Linked DNA regions of Mus musculus: region 2 is linked to region 1. Evidence: chromatin contacts called from public HiChIP or PLAC-seq data. All regions are on one chromosome and are shown on one strand. Each heading gives the region's core, a stretch centred on a gene start, on an enhancer-like site or on the middle of the called end of the contact. The rest is flanking DNA. Distances are from core to core; before and after follow the strand shown.

Region 1 (5,048 bases), core at 1,373-3,872:
AGTTGGTCCGACCCCTCTCCTGGCGCCTATGACCACTTCACGCATGCAGTGTACAGATATACAGGTTAGCAAAATACCCACCCATAAAATAACTTAAAAGTAAGAGGGGGCTGGAGAGATAGCTCAGTGGTTAAGAGCACTGACTGGTTTTCCAGCGGTCCTGAGTGCGATGCCCAGCAACCATATGGTCTGTACTGGGATCTGATGCCCTCTTCTGGTGTGTCTGAAGACAGCTACAGTATACTCATTAAATAAATTAAATAAATGTTAAATAAATTAATCTTTTAAAAAGTAGAGTAAGAAATCTTCTTTTAACCTTTATTTTAAAAAGGAAATAGACTATGGTAGTTGGAACTTAATACCTTGAAGGCATTCTCATGCAGAAGAAACTGAGGTTCCAAAGCCTTCTCCTCTGCCACACACTCCACTATCATGAGCTGCCTTGCCACAGGCCTAGAAGCAACAGAGGGCACTGAACGTGGGCTGAAACCACAAGCCAAACAAACCCTTGTCACTGGCTGATCGTCCTAGGTGTTTTGTCAGAGTGACAAAAATCTGACTATCATCATCATCTCCAATTTACAGATGGGAAAAGAAATTGGCTCAGGGTAGCTACTGCTGGCTTGGAGTTTAGGGGCCCAGGCTACCCCCACCCCCCACTGCTTCACTGTCCATCGGGCAGCAGACCACTGTGCACAAGGTGCTAATTCATTCATTCATTCCACAAATGTTTATTGAGTAAAGCCTGGAACGAACCTCTGGAGGGACAGAGCGATCATTCACAAGCCAACGGTCAGGTCTAACGGATCAGATTCAGACAATCAATCTTTCATTAGACCCCAAACCATTTCTAGCATAAAGCAAACAGAACTCCTGCCCCACCCAAGCAGTAACAGCTGAGTGGATCAGGCAGGCTTTCTGGAGCAGAGCTGCTGAGAGAGAGGCAATGTCAGTCACTGGTTTCCCCAGAATGATGGACATTCCTGACCATACATGCCGATAGAACCTCTGAGATGCTTTAACAGTGCCTGGCACTTAGTGGGAGCTCAATATGCTTGCTTGCTTGCTTGCTTGCTTGCTTGCTTGCTTGCTTGCTTGCTTGCTTGCCTGCCTGCCTGCTTGCTTGCTTGCTTGCTTGTTGCTTGCTTGCTTGCTTGCTTTTTACCTGCCCTGGCTTGTCTTTACCAAAGAGCACAAAATAGAAAGGTTTTAGAATTAGAAACTACGTGTGTTAGAATAGGAGGACCAATCTTTCTGAGCCTCGGCATCTCAATTATAAAAAGAAGTATAGTGTACCAACCTTGTGAGGCTTTGTGAGAATTTAGAAACACATTACATAGAGAACAGCGTCTGGTCCATAATAAATGTCTGTAAAAGAGAGATCAGCATCGCCCCTCCTCCCTCACTGAACCTCTCTTCTCCTTCCTGGACACTTTTAGTGGGTCCAAGAGTCTGATTTCAAATGTATGCCACTCCAAGAATGATGAAGGGCAGAGATGAAAGAAGTTGTTTGAGGGCCGGGTGCTAAAAAGCTCCAGTAACTGATTGAAGACCTCAGCCACTTTAAGCTAGCTTGCTTTGTCCTGGCTTCTCCATCTTGCAGACAGCAGGACCAGCATTCTAGCCAGAAAGGGTTGTCAGGAAGAGAGAAAGCTGGACAGCAATTTGGACCCCGCCGACCCTCCAGTTGTGTATCTGAACTGCCCCCTCTCCCCCACCCAGGCTTCCTCTGCACACTGCTATTAGACTGTAGGGTCAGAAAGCTGTGATTCAAAGCGTGTGTTTAGGCTCCCTCTCAACCCAGAGCCCACGTCCTGGAAGCTGCTGGTCACATACCAGCCCTTAGTAAAAAATGAGAACTTTTCAACGATGCAGGAAATGGAGCCCCTCATAGCCAAAGACGACTTATAAAGGGAGGAAAGGGGAGGAGGCACTGTGAGCGCAGAGACCCACTTCCTACCCCACTTCCTACCGCACTTCCTACGGCTGCTGGATGGGTCTTACACCCTGAAACACGCGGTTTTGCAGTTTGAAGCTGGCAAATCCCACCCATGTGACTTAACTCTATAGGATAAGAGGTCTGGTTGGGTGTAGAGGAAACTGTCCCAAAACAAATGTGTTAATTTTCAAACTAGAGTTCGCGGGGGGGGGGGGGTGCTTAGCTGGGTTCCTTCGCTGCACCTCTGCTGTTCCTCACCTGAGCACCCTGCGGGCGATTGCTCCGCAGCCAGGTCCCGCCAGTCTCCAGCCCCAGGTCTGGGGTCAAGCCTTCAAAGTACCACCCCCAATTCCGTCGCAACTGCCTACCTGGTGTCCCTAGCTTCGCGGACACACGGCGGCGAGGGCAGCAGAAGGAACTCCTAACTAAAGGAGAAACTGAGGGATGAAGCTTGTTGGTTGCCGCCCCGGTGGTTCACGTTGTAGCAGCCAGGATAGCAAGGACAACAAAAAAATCTCTCTCTACACCAACTCCTCCAGCTACTCCAAGACCCAGAGCAGGACCAGAAAGCAGTCCCAGCGACACCGCCAGTAGACAGAAAAGTCACACCCAGAGCGCGCGCCGAGTCTCCGCCGCAGCCCCGGCTGCCCGCTCTACCTCCTCCGGGCTGCCAACCTCTCTCTGCCGCCCAGCGCTCGCAGCCGGCTGCGCCACCCAGGTGTCGCCGCTGTTCGGGGCGGGCGGAGGGGAGGGCAGCGCGGGACCTTCCAGGGAGCACAGGGCTCGCCCCGCCCGCCCGCGCCTGCGGGGCCGCCTCCTGTGCTCTGGTCCCTGCGCTTGGCTTCTCTCCCTTCCAGGCCTCCTTCTCTACTTGTCAGTGAAGCAATCGAGTTTTTATCCAAAAGAACGGAAACGGCACTTTTTTTTTTTTTACGTCCCTATGCAAGAGGGTCGAGGATACCTTCCATCTGAAACGTAGGGACGGTCACCACCATGCGGGGAGAAGAGGTGCCTGTAATCTAGCAAAATGTTCTAACCCCTCCGGCCATCAGTTTCTTTCTCTCTTTCTTTCTTTCTTTCTTTCTTAATTTAAGTTTTATTGCATTATGACGAGAAAAGATACATAATTTCAATTTATCTGAATTTGTTAACACTTAAAAACATATTTTGAATAAATAGACTTACATCACATTCTTCTTTCCCTTTTGTACCCCAACTTCTCCCAGAGACGGCCCCCACTTCAAAACCTGCAATACCTTTTTTTTATCATATTCTCTTTTTTCCTTTTTTATTAAATATTTTCTTTATTTACATTTCAAATGTTATCCCCTTTCCTAGTTTCCCCTCTGAAAACTCCCTATCCTTTCTCCCCTCCCCCTGCTCCCCAAACCATCCACTCCCACTTCCTGGCCCTGGCATCCCCCTATACTGGAGCATAGAACCTTCACAGGACACCTCACACCAGTCAGGATGGCTAAGATAAAAAACTCAGGTGACAGCAGACGCTGGCAAGGATGTGGAGAAAGAGGAACACTCCTGCGTTGTTGGTGGGATTGCAAGCTGATACAACCACTCTGGAAATCAGTTTGGTGGTTCCTCAGAAAATTGAACATAGTACTACTGGAAGATCCAGCAATACCACTCCTGGGCATATACCCAGAAGATGCTCCAACTTGTAATAAGGACATATGCTCCACTATGTTCATAGCACCCTTATTTATAATAGGCAGAAACTGGAAAGAATCCAGATGTCCCTCAACAGAGTAATGGTTACAGAAATTGTGGCAAATTTACACAATGGAGTACTATGCAGCTATTAAAAACAATGAATTTATGAAATTCTTAGACAAATAGATGGATCTGGAGGATATTCATCCTAAGTGAGGGAACCCAATCACAAAAGAACTCATATAATATGCACTCACTGATAAGTGGATTTTAGCCCAGAAGCTCAGAATGCCCAAGACACAATTTGCATCCGTTTCTTTATACAGATAGCTAGGATTAAATAATGTGATACTTTAAAAGTAGCCGTGGGAGAGAGGGGCCGGGGGAGGTGGGCAGAAGGATTACCTTGAGTTTGAAGCCAGCCTCTGCTAGAGAATGAGTCACAATACAGAGAAAGGAGAGAGGCAGACAGAGACAGAGAAAGAAGAGAAGAAGCATATTAAAAGTATTTACTAATACAGAGCCAATGAGAAGCCTCAGGGTAAAACACTTTCAGCACAATCAGGAAATCCTGAGATTCCTCATTCTGCCATGGAAGGAGAAAAATCGATTTTCTCTCTCTCTCTGTCTGTCTGTCTGTCTCTCTCTCTCTCTTGTGTGTGTATGTATGCATGTATGCATGTTATGTATGTATGTATGCATGTATCTGTGTATGTATGCATGTATGTATATGTGTATGTATGTATATGTGTATGTATGTTTGTATGTGTGTACGTATGTATAATAGAATAGAGTTGTACCTGGGTAAACAGTGAATGCACTGTATAGGTCCTGGGCTTCCAGAGTGAAAAGAGGACGGGTCCCAAAGCTCTGGCCAAGGCAGGTACACCTTTAAAGGCAAAGGTATATCGTGTCCCATTTTTACGGGTCAGAAAATAGAGCTAGCCCAAGCAAACTTCTGAACTTTAAGGCCTTCTCCCCCCTCTTCACGCCCAGACTTAGTGTTGTCCGTACCACTGAGGCTGGATAGCGTCTGCCTTTGGTTCTTCAACGATTCTTCTCCCAGACTAACGAAGATGTTGGTAGGCAACAGCCTCATTCTGTCAGCAAGTCACAGCTCCACACAATCTGTGCGTGGAGTTCCCTTAACCTTTTGGAGATCTGCACTCAGGTAAAACTGGATCCTTGGCTTAGGGGCAGGAAAGAATTTCAGGACGAAGCACAGCAGAAGTTTATTAAAGGTAGAAATGCACACAAAGAGTAAAGCACACCTGACCCGTGGGCTTCTCAAAAAAGTCTGGGTTAAGCCTTAATGATTCTATAAGATGGTGGGAGCTTTTGAAATTTCACTGACAGGTTTCCAAAGGACCCTCCCCTGCTCTGTCCTTATTCTCCTTCCATTCGTCAGGTCAGGTGTGACTCTGGAAGTGCCATGGTAAAG
Region 2 (4,605 bases), core at 1,129-3,628, 39 kb before region 1:
ATTACAATCCATCTCAAACTCAGCCCTGTTCATTCGCCACCCGCCTATTTCTAGGTAAGGTTTGGGTTCTGAGAACTTTGGGCCCAGGTCACCTGCCACTCACATTGGAATGAAAAATATCAAGTATTTGTAGGAAATAAAGAAACCCAGGTTGGTGGGGCTTCTACTTCACGAGAACTGAGCTTTGTTTTCCAGAGTGAGATATTAGAAAGCTCTGTATAGGACACTACAGGTGACACACAATCTGATGGTTGGTTTTGTAAACTTGACACAAAATAGAGTCACCTAGGCAGGAGGAACCTCAATAGAGAACTTGCCTCCATGAGATTGGCCTGTGGGTATGTCTCCGGGAAGTATTAATGTGGGAAGGCTGAGCCCGCTATGGCCATGTCCCATAACCCCTCCCCCACCCGCCCACACATTCTGTGGGTTCTATAAGACAGCAGGCCGAGCAACCCAAGGTGGATCAAGCAAGTAAGCAGCACCCCTCCATAGCCTCTGCATCAGCTCCTGCCTCCAGGTGCTTGCCCTGTTCTAGTTCCTGTTCTGACTTCCCTCAATGATGAACTGTGATCAGGACATGTTAGCCAAACAAAACTTTTCTTCCCCAAGTTCCTTTGTTCTGAGCAGCAAAAAATAACTAGAGCACCTGTGAAGCCCCAGGAACAGCAACCCAGATGGGAAACTGGAGAGCTTTGAACAGGGACTGCTTGGTTGGCATTTCCTGCCTGTCATCCCTGCCATGGCTCATCTGTAAGAGTGAGTGCTCCTCCTGTCAGTTGTCCAGATATTAAATTGAAGAGTGAATCGAAGACCATAAGTAACACCTGCTTCTGCTAATAGCAAAGAGGAAGGCTGGATTTACAGACGCAACCTCAGTCCATCATCTTGCTGACCAACCCTCGGGTTAAAACCTTGGGTACTTAAAGAATCTCTTTCCCAGGATGCTCTGCCAGTAGAAGGGAATCAGGCGCCATCCTCGGCTTTCCTGCAAAGCGGTTGGTATGTCAGACCAGGCCTTGATCCCCGAGAGAGAGGAGGGAAACGCAGGTCAGCAGTGGCTCTCACATGATGAGGTTTTTTTTTTTTTTTTTTTTTTTTCAGAACAAAAGCAAATTGTTCTGACAGTCCCATGACTTTAAGGAAGAAAACTCAAAAGAAGGGAAACCCCCACTGGGCAATAGAAGAAGGACAAACACAAACATGTCTTAGTTAGAGAGAATGGTGCTTGACCAAAAGTATAATAAAAATAAAATCAGAAGAGCTCAGGTCAATGCGCCCCTCATCCCTGCTAGTAGCACTTACACACCCCATCATGCAAAGCTAACGACCTCATACCCTTCCTAAATCACAGTGGCATTGAAGGATGAACGGAACAACCCACAGGTACTGCAGGGAAAGCTGACGGTGGGGTGAACAGAATCAGAATCTGCCTGTCTCTCTCCCAGCAGAAAGGCCTCCCCTAAATACTCTACACCACACCCATGTGCACGCATGAAGGCCAACACTTACACCAGGGTGGAACTAACTTGTCAATTCTACCTATAGGCTTCCTTTCTCCCTGCCCTCCAGAACCACGTACATTCCACTGTCCCATTTGCATTCATGTTGCTGCCTTTCTCTCCAGCTTTCTTCTGCAGGCTCTGGATTGGCTTCATTATACTGTTTGCAACCTCTGGGCTGTTTTCATGTGTAAACTTCTAGGTTCCTTATCTGGAGTCTTACCCACTTTTATATTTTTAAATTTATTGTGAAGGAGCAATGATCTTTTAGAGGAGTTGCAGGACTCGTTTCTATGTTGACGTCTGTGTACCTGCTGGGTTGGGTACTTGTTTGGCTTTTATTTGGAGATCTTTTCAGTGAGCAGTTTATACCGTTGGTGCTCTAGTTCTCGAGCCTCAGTGTGACTATTAGATTCAGCTCCTGCTGTACCTCCCAGTACTCCTAGTTCAGTTCGAAGATGATAGAGTTTATATTTTTAAACAGCGTGGTGTGCATGCATGTGGACGAACATGAGCACTCCGAGGCACACACGTGGAGATCAGAAGACAACCTGTGAGAGTCAGGTCTCTCCTTCCAGCATGTGGGTCCCAGGGATCACGCTCAGAGCATCCAGCTCAACAGCAGGTATTGATGTGCAGAAGTGTGCATTTTCTAAGCTGTCCCCACCCACGGTGCTGTTCTGCCTGACCGTGTCTGGGGTCGCTATAGAAGATTCCCAGTAGGTCAGAAATGGCCGGTGACTGGCTAAAGAGTTCCACAATTATCAAGAGTTGAACAGATTCCTTTCTATACCAGTTGTTTGTCAGCTGTGGTGAGAGTGAGCTCACATCCCACACCCACAGTAACAGCTGCATCAGAGAAGCCTCACTGGTCCTTTGTTCAGACGAGAAAACGAAGACAAAGAGGAAAAGTTAGCCGAGTGCTTCAGGTGGCACAGCTGCCTGACATCAGAGCCAGAACTCTCAAAGAAAATGTCTTACAGGGCGGATCCTGTTTCAGTGGAAATGCAGATAACTAGATGAGATGTGCTGCGTTTCACAGCATGCCTGAAACCTGCACACTGGTAGCGAGCAGGAATTACAGACCAACCCTAGATTTAATTATTTTTCTAGGTTTCATAGTTAAAGGCGAAGAGTGGAGGGACCAGCTGATTCATTAACTAGACTGGAATTAAACCCAGAAACATAAAGTTAACTCAACCGGAGCTGTCGCTAGCTTAGTTTTAAAAGCTTCATTTTTGTAGAGTTATGCACATCCCCAGCCAGGCTGGAGGTGAGAAACTCTCTCCAGATGTGGTCACTTGGGGGGTTTCCAAAGCTAGCTACTAGATCACCTGAAAACCTTTGAAATTTCCCAGCTCTCCTATCTGGAAGAAGGCAGGGTCCTCTCAGGAATGCTCAGGAGAAATGGAAGTGGGTAACAGAGAGGGGAATAAATCAGAACACTGTACAATAAGACACATAAAATTCTAACAGCCAGACCCATTACTCTGTATCCTAATTTTAAAATTCTCTTTCCCTATTCCTACCTACCCCAAGTTATTCTCCTGTAACAGGTCCGTGGTAGGACCCCTATCTGGGAGGTTTTCATTGCAGGTTCCAGGTGACAATAATGTAGAGCGAAAGATGAGACCACTGAATTAATTGATCTTCTCCCCTATCTAAACTGCTCGAATCTAGTATTTAGGGACAAAGCAAGGAAGCTACCTAGGCCACAAACCATGAAGTCATATCACTGAGTTCAGCACCATACACCTGAGAACGAATGTCTCCATAGGAGTGACGTACACCTTAGGGCACAAATTTTAAGGAGGTACTAAAGACTTTGCCAGTACAGCAGCAACACTCAGCATCTTTGTCTCAAAATCTATGGCACCCTAGGGCACCTCAGGCTTCTCTCCCTCTTCGTATACCCACTTGTATCTCTGCTCTGCCCGAACCATGCTTTCAAAGATACATCAGTTCCTAAAATGGGCAAGACCTTCCTCCATCCTCTTTATCTTCTAAATGGATTCTTTTGAAATCCAGTGTTTGCCATGATCATTCCCAATGCCCTTGACATAAAGGGCTGTTGCTTTTAAGTCAAAAACCCTTGGAAGAAGACTGATCTTCTATGAGTCTTTGGAGACTCCCCTAAGGATTAGTCCCCTGGTCTGTGTTGTGTGGGTAGCAGAACATACTGGACAGGGTTATCACAAGGATGGCATGTTGGGCATAGTGAGTGCCCTATAAGCACCCCTTCACAAGAAGGCTCGGCATCCCACTAGCTCTCCACCTGTCCATGTTGCCTTGAGAGTGAAGTGTGACTGCCCCTGTTTTTCCTCTTACCTCAGGCGACTCTCCTCCTTCCCCTACATTCCCACCCCATTTTAGCAAGTAAATCACAGGTTCCTATGGGCATACCCATGCAGACCCCACCACTGAGGTCTTTGAAGAGATTTTTTAAACAGTCTTCTAAATTTGAGGTGTGGGTAAGAGAGAGGTGGGTGAGAGGATCCCATCCTTAAAATTCAACATTTCTCTGTTTTCCCAGTTGGGCTTTGACCCCAGTTCTAGCATGCCGTAAGTCAAGAGTGTGACACCTTGGTCTCTGTCTACACTAACTTCTCCATCTGCTTCTAACTCTTTTTTTTTTTTTCAGTACTGTGCATTATTACTGTGCTGTGTGTACCAGCACCTAGCATGGTGCTTGACACATAGCTGATACCTCATTTGTTGCTTAATTGAAGGACAGGGGAAGAGAGGGCAAAGAGGAAAATCAAGTCGATTCAAAGATACACACACACACACACACACACACACACACACACGCACACGCACACACACGCACGCGCACACACACACACACACAAGCCAAGCTGGATTATAAGGGGCATATAAAATATAAGAGAATTATAAAATTGTTTATAACTTATATTCCACATATGAATTCATGACTCTGTAATAGGCAGGACGATGATCTCCCAAATATCACCATGTGCTGTTTCCTAGAAACTATAAGTATATTGCCTTGTGTAGTAAAAAGAACTTTGGAAACGAGATGGAGGATCTTGCCATAGGGAGATTATCTGTGTTAGATTATCTAGGTAGAGCCAACATAACC

Evidence for each region. HiChIP or PLAC-seq counts read pairs in DNA pulled down with a chosen protein or histone mark.
Region 2: a contact with region 1 is called in an H3K27ac HiChIP or PLAC-seq map of CD4 single positive thymocytes, with 3 times the contacts expected there. The contact joins the enhancer-like site here to the promoter of Sytl2 in region 1. A contact is called at or near these places in 8 of 39 promoter capture datasets (the HPC-7 cell line, cranial neural crest, embryonic stem cells and 4 more), 2 of 15 datasets of contacts at CTCF or cohesin (CD8 T cells and the NIH/3T3 cell line), 30 of 484 Hi-C or Micro-C datasets (the C2C12 cell line, CD4 T cells, CD8 T cells and 16 more), 10 of 115 datasets of contacts at active chromatin or transcription factors (CD4 single positive thymocytes, CD8 T cells, embryonic fibroblasts and 6 more) and 4 of 9 other capture datasets (adipose tissue, liver, macrophages and 1 more).

Annotation. Positions count from the first base shown.
Region 1 is chr7:90,300,003-90,305,050 of GRCm38.p6, reverse strand. Sytl2 (synaptotagmin-like 2) reads right to left here and starts at 2,622. Exons shown (of 20, transcript NM_001368878.1): 1 at 2,308-2,622.
Region 2 is chr7:90,339,529-90,344,133 of GRCm38.p6, reverse strand. All of the region lies in intron 1 of Sytl2 (synaptotagmin-like 2), which reads right to left. Among named protein-coding and RNA genes, the nearest start is that of Sytl2, 39 kb to the right of the region's middle. Within about 2 kb of position 2,378, at least 46 of the 459 cell types and tissues checked have an H3K27ac peak or open chromatin away from gene starts, as enhancers often do. A contact at or near this core is called in the C2C12 cell line, CD4 single positive thymocytes, CD8 T cells and 11 more, where this site is marked.